Linked DNA regions of Mus musculus: regions 2 and 3 are each linked to region 1. Evidence: chromatin contacts called from public HiChIP or PLAC-seq data. All regions are on one chromosome and are shown on one strand. The core of a region is the stretch at or near the end of the contact, and the rest is flanking DNA. Distances in the headings are between cores, read along the strand shown.

Region 1 (2,954 bases), core at 318-2,817:
TCGTGGAAAAGAAAGAACAGAAGCGCCAGTGTAATAGCTGAGTTTAAGAGCGGACTGGAGACCTAAGGGAGGAGAAACAGTGGAGTTTCCAGAACAGAAAGGCTCTGGGTCCAGCTCACCAGAACCAGGCAAGCGAGGGCCAAGAGCAAAGGGGCATAAAGCACGGGCCAGATGTCCCTCCCAGAGTCCTGGCTCCCCAGCTGTGCCACAGACCACCAGATGTGCAGCCCAGCTGGGCAGCTGCTGGAGCTTGAGCTCCAAGATTGGTATTTAGCACCACCACCACCACCACCCCGGTAGCAGTCCAGGCTTAGAGGCGCTGGTGACAGGACACACCCTCCCTGGCCCAGCCCTAGAGGTGGGGACGCTCAGGAAGGGCCCTGTTCTGCTCTAGGCTCTGACATCCCATCAGCCCCCCTCCTCTACACCCACCCCCTCCCCCACACACGTCTCAGTGAGTCTCTGTCTCTTTGTTCTCGCCATGTCTCTGACACTTTATCTCATTATCCGCCGGAGGGAGGCGGAGAGCTCGGACCCCGCAGCCTAATTACAGCAGAGCTTGTCAGCTCAAGGGGCGGGCGAGGTATCGGTGTGTAGGAAAGGGAGGGGCCCCTCAGAAAGGGTTGTCTCTCTCCCTGTACCCCAGGGAGGCAGTGGCGGTACACAGCTCATCCCAGCAGGGGTCCACCATAGTACAAGTTCTTTAGGAGAGAAATGGGGGAGCATAGCAGAATCCAGCGGCAGGGGCTAATCGAGAGGGGTGATAGAAATTAACATGGAAGCGAGGAGAAGAAGAGGCTCACTTCCTGTGTCCCCAAAACCAGTCCTCCAAAGACAGCGGGTGGATGGGGAAAACTTCCTGCCCGGGCAATATAGCATATACCTAATCCCCCACCCCCTTCCCACCGGTTTTCAACATCTCTTCTAGTTTTCTATGGCTGCTTCCTTAATTCGGAGCTCTTCTGCTAGTCCCAAAGCCAGAGATGAGTATGGTGGACTCCTCGGAGGGCTCTTCCTTCCTCATCTCAAGCCCCTAAATTGCTACAACTGTTGCCTTATGCCTTGAGCGGTGCAGATTCATACACCTGCAATCTCCACCTCTTGACTACTCCAGGCCAACCACAACCCAGCAAAACCGCCCAGACCAAGAGGGGCTGGCAGCACTAACTTTGCTCACGTGCCTCTTATACGCGAAAGGCCTGCTAGCTCCAGGAGTGTAGACAACGTACTGTGCATGCCCCCACTGTTCCCTGCTCCCTGCAGTGGACACTCCACATCCCCACTTTGTTAGAAGGCTGTCTGCTTGTCTGTCCCACATCTGGATCCCCTTTCAGTCTCTGGAAGCCAAAGAGGTTCCTCCCTCAGATACCCAAAGACCCAAGTATAATGGTGTCTCCTGGGCCAGGGTTTCCCTTTCAGTAAGAGAGAGTTGGGAAGGAGGAACCTCAAGGCTCCGCAACAACTTCCAGCCTGTTTTGGATCTGGAACTGCAGGGAGAAAGCAAGCTGGGTGGAGCTGGCGGGGCTAGGCTGACCCCTCCCTGATGGGGGGCGGGACCCCAGGGTGAGGAATAGAAGAGATCCACCTAGAAGACCAGACACTGGGACAAGATGGCAGGAACTAGTCTAGGGACCCGCTTCTACCGGCAGATAAAAAGACACCCTGGGGTGAGTTCAGTCCTCAGATCTAATTCCCCTCTTGTCACCCTGCCTCTCAAGCCCTCCCCACCCCCACTCCCCCCATCCTGCTTCCTGTCCGGTTTCCTTAGTGTTCCCAAGTTTTCCCAGGGACATTCTATGTCCTCTCTCTGCAATGTACTCAATGTCCCTGCAACCTGCCTTGGACAGGATCACTGTAAGGGTAAGGGACAGCATGCTGAGGATGTGGCTGTAGGTTTCAGGCCCCACTCCCAAAGGGAAGGTGGCATCAGACCTTGAGTAAAGATAAAGGGACAGGAAGAAAACTAGGACAGAGTGAGTGGGAACTGAGCAGAGTTCGGACCCTGAGAGTGCCTGGTTTTTCTGCAGCTCATCCCAATGATTGGCTTCATCTGCTTGGGCATGGGCAGTGCCGGACTCTACTTGCTGCGACTTGCCCTGCGCAGTCCTGATGTCTGGTAACAACAGGTCTTGGGAGGCAAGAGGGCAGGGGTCCTGGGTGGAATAAAATGGTCTAAGGTGGGACCTTAGACCTAGAAGGACCCTCGGTCTGTGTCCGTCCTCATTTCCACTGCCACCCAGCATTTCCCAGGGTTGGAGTGGCCCCTGACCTGAGAGACCCTCACCTCCCATCTGGACCACCTGGTGGCTCACTGTCAGTGGCTAGCCACGTGGGGCAGCTGGAATCCCAGCAGCTCACCACAGGGTTGCCATGGCGACACATCTCTACTGGCCATGTCTGGTGGCTTTTAGGTACCTCTATGCCTGACCGGAAGTGCTGGATGTCTGGCAGTGTGGGACTCCTGAGGGTCTTTGGTTGTACTGGGACTTTGTGTCCTGCCAGAAGCATCAGGGGGGTCAGTCCTTTGACAAGCAGAAGGCCAAAGCACCACCCACTCTGATCCTGGAGTCTGAGGTGCACCCACTGAAAGTACTGTCCTTCAGGATTTCTGCCTGACTCCCAGGACTCTGCCCTGAGCGGTTGGGTGAGGGAGGCTAACCCTGGGCAGTCTATAGGCTAGGTTGTCATTTGGTCATCAGCTGCCATACTTCTTGCCAGCACCTCCCAGGGATGGCGATGACAACGACACTCACTCCCCCTTCTCTGTCAGTCTCTAGGAAATGTTCTCCCCTCCTCAGGGTAGGGCGCCAGGGGTGGTGATACTGAGGCCATGTTTAATGCCAAAGTCCTGGTTCCCAGAAAAGAAACTTTAACCTTCCTGTCCTGTTCACAGCTGGGACAGAAAGAACAACCCAGAGCCCTGGAACCGCCTGAGTCCCAATGACCAGTACAAG
Region 2 (2,954 bases), core at 185-2,684, 940 kb after region 1:
TACCTGAGGTTATCTCAGGAAAACTCAAATGAGGGCTAGGGAATGTAGCGAAACAGAATGCTTACCTATCGAACAAATTGAACCCCTGGATTCAGTTCCGAGCCGCAAAGGATCCTGGCATGCTCAGGCACACCTGTAACTCCTAGTACTTGAGAGGTAGAGGCAGGAGGATCAGAAATTTAAAGTCATTCTTGGCTGCAAGGCAAGTTCAAGGGCAGCCTGTGCACATGAGTCCCTGTCTAAATTAAAAAGAAAAATCCAAATGAGAAACGCTTGTTTCTGTGTCTCCAGTCACCAGACTTCAAGGCTCCACTTTTGGTCACAAACTCCAAAGATGCCCTGTTTAGAAATCTTAGGTTTGACTAGCTTTCCCAAACAAAACGACTACTCTTCATTGTTATGAAATGTTACAGAATTCTCAAAAATATCTCAAAGTGCCTGGTATCCTAACAGCGAATACAGCGATGCCCAATTTGGTTTGTATGTCACCCTGGTCTAACCTAAAGGAGTAGTGCTGCCTTTTCACTTTCAACCACTCAACTACTGGTTAATAGGAGGGGGGAAAAAAAATACGAAAAACTGCCGTCACGAACAGGATTCGAACCTGTGCGGGGAAACCCCATTGGATTTCGAGTCCAACGCCTTAACCACTCGGCCACCGTGACTCCCAAAACTATGGTTGGCCGCGCGCTTACAGAAAGGGTCCGCACGGGTGACTGGGTGCGAGCGGACCGGTGCAGGGTCGCGGCCCGAGGCTCGTACCCAGAGCCGCTCCCTCCCTCGCACCTTCGCGCCACAATGCTTGAACCTGGGTCGAAGAATCGGGGCTCGCCAGCCGACTCCTAAAGCGGAGGCGACTGGCGAGACCCGAAGATCAGAGGGAGGAGACCCCTCACCTGACCCCCCCGGGTAGCACCAGGGGTGCTGGGTGCACCGGGACGAGGAGCGTCAGGGACACTCGTGGGTTGAAACAGGAATGGTTGGAAGGAACTTATTGGAGCGAAAGAGTTCCACGGGAACGTACGTGCCGGGGGCCACTCGGGGTTACGGGGCGGAGCTGCAGACCCGGGGCTCCCGGCTTCCCCGTGGAGTGGAACAGTAAGCCCCACTGCCGCTGCGAGACCAAGTCGGGGAGGGCTCCGCTGTCCTACAGCCGCGTCCTGCGAGACCCGGGGAAGCAGCCGGGCTGCCGCTGCGGGGAAGTCCGCCGAGCGCGCTCGGGCTCGCCCGCCTCCCACCGCCGCTGCTGCCGGGGTGTCCGCCGAGCGCGCTCGGGCTCGCCCGCCACCGCTACGCAGGGCCGCCGGCAGGGGGCGCTCCGCCGGCCGGGGCCCAGGCGGCGGGAGGCGGCGGTCGTGGCGGCGGGAGGCGGCGGGAGGCGGGCGGAGGAGGAGGCGGGAGCTGAGCTGAGCGGGGCGGGCGGCGGCGGGGCCCGAGCCCGAGAAGATGGCGGTGCGGAAGAAGGACGGCGGCCCCAACGTGAAGTACTACGAGGCCGCGGACACCGTGACCCAGTTCGACAACGTGCGGCTCTGGCTCGGCAAGAACTACAAGAAGGTACGCGGGCAGCGCCGCGCGGGGACAAAGGGCCCCTGGCCGCCGCTCCCGGGGCCGGCCCACCCTGCGGCGGCCGCCGCGCCCCTCCCCGAGGCCTCCCCGCGCCTCCCGCCCGCCCGCCCGCGCCCCTCCCCCACCCCTCCCCCACCGTGCCCTCTGCCCCGGTGCAGCGCAGCGGCGTTGGCGGGGGCGGCGGCGGCTCCGGGCGGCGGCCCGGGCCCGGCAGCCCTCGCCCTCCAGGCTGACCGGTGCCGCCGCGCGCCTCCTCCCCTCCGGTGTGCGAGCCGCGGGGCCCCCGCCGGAGCCCCGCGCCGAGCCAGACGCCAGAGCGGCCCAGGCCTCCCCGGTGGTGCTTTGTGTACGTCCTGAGACAGATGGCAGAGCAGGAGGGTAGACGGGCGCGGAGCAGGCCGTTGAAAAGCGTCTCTACCTGGGGAAATCACCTGTCTCCCAGGGTTACCCTAGTCTCCTTCTAAAGGGCTGCAAACCTCTCAGGGGACAGGACATGGCAGTCTAGGGCAGCAGCCCCTCCAACCCTCCTTTCATAATGAAGTCCTCTGCAAGCCAGCCAGCCTGGCATTGCTTTGGGTTTGAGGTCCAGAGGCTCGGATAAGCTTCATATCGCTAGTCCCCACCCCCACCCTGTAACTGGAAATAAGGATGGGGAACAAAAGGGTTCAAGAAGCCCTATCTATCTTTTTTTTTTTTTTTAACCAATTTTTATTCTTGTGTCTTCATGGTGTCTGGGCTTTTTTTCGTTTTTCTTTTTTGTCTTCGATATGGGCTGCTTCCTCACCAACCCCGGCTAAGGGTTCTTTTCCCTTGCTTTGTTTTACAGCCCCCAACTCTTGCTACTCCAGCCTTGCAGCCAGCCTGTCAGAGTACAGTGGACAGCTTCAGAAAGCTCCACTAATTCTGGTTTGAGTTTAGCCCTGAAACCATTTGGGGTCTCTCTGTTGGGTGTCAGACTCTTGACAAACAGCTGTTGGGTCTGTGACTTGTGTGCACCCTCAGCGTGAGGCTCTGGTTCCCAGTTTTCTGCCTTTGACCTTTTAAAGGGAGATCGGTCTAGGGTCTTGGTGTGAAGCCCCGAAGGCTTTGACAGCTGTGACCTGCTTCAGCTTTCAAGTGCTTAACTCTTTGTCATTTACTTCTCCCTTCACGGATCTCTTTATACCTCCCACCGAGAGGTGCTGACTCTAATTAGGGTAGAGGAAATAAGGGTCAAAAGGTAAAGAGAAAGTAGCTTCCTGGCTCAGTGAACAGAACAGAAAGGTAGGATCCCAGGTAGCAAGGTAGGTATGGTACGGAAGTGTTTGAGTTCACGGATTCCCGGCGGTTGTCTTACTACTTATTTATCAAGCTGGGTGGGTGGTCTGAGATCCTTGCTAGAGAGG
Region 3 (2,954 bases), core at 174-2,673, 810 kb after region 1:
AAAGAGCTCTAGAACCAGAACTCTCAGTTCCCAGTCTGCTAGAGAACTGAAGTCCTGGACAGTCACAGGGTACAGAGACCCAGGCAGCTCCAGCATCTAGCTGCTTGAGAGACGGTGGCTGGGTGGACCAGCTTGTAGAGTCTCAATGGGCCAATCAAACCGGTGTGCAGGAAGCTGAGCTACTGGCTTCATTCCTGACCACAGCTGAGAAGTATCTGTCTTCCATACATTCTATCTCGAGTTTTGTTTTATTTTTTAAAAATTTTGCTTAAAACAGCATGTTTTATAAAATAAAAGTATTTTTATCTCATTAGAAAACCGCTAGTGTGGGATTCTTTGGCTTCTTTCTTTCTTTGATTTGACTTCACCAAACAATGAGAAAATGAAAACTGTGTTTTCAGATCCACACCTAGAAATGAAGATTCTGAGTCCCAGAATGAATGGATCCAGGAGGAACATAGTTTTTTTGTTTTTTTGTTTGTTTGGTTGGTTTTTGGTTTGTTTTTTGAGACAGGGTTTCTCTGTAGCCCTGGCTGTCCTGGAACTCACTTTGTAGACTAGGCTGGCCTCGAGAACTCAGAAATCCGCCTGCCTCTGCCTCTCAAGTGCTGGGATTAAAGGCATGCGCCACCATGCCGGGCACCAGGAGGAACATAATTGTTCTTCCCCTGGACGGTGTTCGGTCTTTGCTGTAGTTGCCTAGCACCCTAAATACATAAAGCGATCACAAATCCCAGTTTATCTCAAGACCTTAAGGCGTGGTGTCAACCTGTTATCCTAACAGCGGAGCAGTTGAGAACCACAGTCCCCAACCAGCCTGCGATGGGGAGTTGAGTTCAAGGCATCCTGGGCTACATAGCAAGACACTGCTTCACTCATGACAGTACCTGCGGTGTGCCGAAAATTCAGAGAGGAATTGCTCTATTCACAGCGTGAGAGCTAAGAAGAATATTGACCGTAATATAACCCACACCCCCATCCTCAGAGGATAAATTAAGAGAAATCTCCAAGAACCTGCCTGAAAAGGCAGATAATACCAAAAATGATATTACCCAATACATACCTAATGACGATCATTTATTAATTTGGTACAAGAAGGAAGTTGTTTTAAAAACTAGTTTTTTTGTTTGTTTGTTTGTTTTTTTTTTAAGAAAGAAAAAGACCTGTAGCTACTGGCAGAGTGGTACTGCAGTGCTTCCTGGGAAATGTAGTTTGCTGTATCATGAAATCTTTGTGCATTGAAACCTAGGCTTCTCTCCCACTACTAATTGCATCTGTTTGCAAGTCCTAGCCCACCTGGACTGATGCAATTTCCCCAGGCACCCCATGCGCTCGGTCCTCACTGTAAGCTAGGCTACCTTTGTTCTTTGGTTGGTCACGTGAACCAATTCGCCACGCAAGTCTGGGTCCTCAAGTCTTCCAAGGGGTCCTCGCTGCCTCGGAGGCGCTCCTAAAGCTGCCTGCTCGCGCGAGAGTTTGGAGGGGCGGGCTTAGGGTCAGTTTCGGTGGGGGGCTCGCACGGGACCCTCAGATCTCCGCTTAGGTGCCTAGTTAAGTGCGGGAAGCTGGGCCAGGCGGTCACTGGCCACCCTGAACCTGGCGGGAGCCGGAGCGCTCTGGAGAAGCCGGGACAGCCCCGTTTTTCCCAGCCAGCTGCTAGGGTTGGGACCCACAGAAAACAAAGTGAGAGTCCGGCTGCTTTCCAGAGCCTGGGCCACGGCGGCGGCCGTGGGAGCAGAGGTGGGACAGATGCGAGCGTCAGAGGCTGTGGGCGCACTGAGGTTGGGAATGGACCCGAGCAAAGCGATGGCGGAGTCCTTACAAAAGGGGCTGGTCTGTCTGCACGGGAGCTACTTACATTCTAGAGATGGGGATTCCGGAACCCTTGGTGCTAGGTCCACATAGGCCCTGGTTATGGAGTGTGCTCGCTGGCTTCATGGCCTGACTGGTTCCTTGCTGGCAGCTCCTTTCTGCCCGTCATTCTCACGTAATCGATAACCTCCATCTCAAAGCTACTGCATAGCTCTGTGAGTCCTCAGTGTCCTCAAAGTATCAAAACCCAGGCCCTCACCTGTGGAGGACATAGTTTCTGGATCTGAGTCCCAGTCCCGAGCTCTCACTCCCTATTCCCCCATCCCGAACTCCGGTCCCTCGGGTGTTTGTAACGAGGTTTTTTCCTGGAAAACAATCCGAATCACACCAAGGCCTCTGAAGGCCTTGGAATGAGGGGTGACGGTCATGGGGGAAATGGATCGCTCTCCTCACACCTGTGTTTCATTTTCATACAAATCCAGGTGGAGCGACCCTGTTACACTAAAGATGAAAGGCTGGGGTTGGCTAGCCCTACTTTTGGGGGTCCTGCTGGGAACTGCCTGGGCTCGAAGGAGCCAAGATCTACACTGTGGAGGTAAAAGCACGAAGACCAGTGGAGAAGTGGGAGGAAGATGACCCGTGGGAGTCATGAGATCCAAAGCTTGGAACAAGGATGGATAGAAAAACCCTCATTCCCCTCACCATCCCCACTCCCTGTTCTCTTCCCTGACACCAGCTTGCAGGGCTCTGGTGGATGAATTAGAGTGGGAAATTGCCCGCGTGGACCCCAAGAAGACCATTCAGATGGGATCCTTCCGAATCAATCCAGATGGCAGCCAGTCAGTTGTGGAGGTAATTTACTATCCCTCAAATAAAGTAGCTCACTCGGGCTTAGAGTATGAACTTGTTCGAAGAGAAGAAAGCAGGAAGTCATTCGACCTGTAATGATAATGATCTCAACCCTCAGAGGCGGGACCAGAAGGATCTTTCTGAGTTCTAGTTCTGGTCTACCCCATAGAATTAGGTACTGTCTTCGAAAAGAAAAGAAACAGCCTGGTGTGATGGTACATATCATTAATCCCAGCAGAGGCAGGCTGATCTTGAATTTGAGGCCAGCCTGGTCTACAAAGAGAGTTCCAGGA

What was found. HiChIP or PLAC-seq counts read pairs in DNA pulled down with a chosen protein or histone mark.
Region 2: a FOXA1 HiChIP or PLAC-seq map of pancreatic cancer cells shows a contact between it and region 1. The contact joins the promoter of Smarcc2 here to the promoter of Ndufa4l2 in region 1. A contact is called at or near these places in 3 of 39 promoter capture datasets (hippocampal neurons, liver and pre-B cells), 1 of 484 Hi-C or Micro-C datasets (embryonic stem cells) and 3 of 115 datasets of contacts at active chromatin or transcription factors (astrocytes, craniofacial prominence and pancreatic cancer cells).
Region 3: a contact with region 1 is called in an H3K27ac HiChIP or PLAC-seq map of stem cell-derived anterior neural progenitor cells, with 17 times the contacts expected there. The contact joins the promoter of Cnpy2 here to the promoter of Ndufa4l2 in region 1. A contact is called at or near these places in 7 of 39 promoter capture datasets (the C10 cell line, cranial neural crest, hippocampal neurons and 3 more), 2 of 115 datasets of contacts at active chromatin or transcription factors (large pre-B cells and stem cell-derived anterior neural progenitor cells) and 3 of 9 other capture datasets (adipose tissue, liver and pancreatic islet).

Annotation. Positions count from the first base shown.
Region 1 is chr10:127,513,372-127,516,325 of GRCm38.p6, forward strand. Ndufa4l2 (Ndufa4, mitochondrial complex associated like 2) reads left to right here and starts at 1,568. Exons shown (of 4, transcript NM_001098789.1): 1 at 1,568-1,667; 2 at 2,028-2,116; 3 at 2,894-2,954. The coding sequence starts at 1,611.
Region 2 is chr10:128,457,881-128,460,834 of GRCm38.p6, forward strand. It overlaps Smarcc2 (SWI/SNF related, matrix associated, actin dependent regulator of chromatin, subfamily c, member 2), which reads left to right and starts at 1,435. Exons shown (of 29, transcript NM_001372395.1): 1 at 1,435-1,557. The coding sequence starts at 1,447. n-TScga2 (a tRNA gene) reads right to left here and starts at 665; the gene lies at 584-665. It overlaps Mir8105 (microRNA 8105), which reads left to right and starts at 800; the gene lies at 800-888.
Region 3 is chr10:128,321,036-128,323,989 of GRCm38.p6, forward strand. It overlaps Cnpy2 (canopy FGF signaling regulator 2), which reads left to right and starts at 1,424. Exons shown (of 6, transcript NM_019953.1): 1 at 1,424-1,740; 2 at 2,295-2,407; 3 at 2,549-2,664. The coding sequence starts at 2,320. It overlaps Pan2 (PAN2 poly(A) specific ribonuclease subunit), which reads left to right. Exons shown (of 26, transcript NM_133992.3): 26 at 1-323.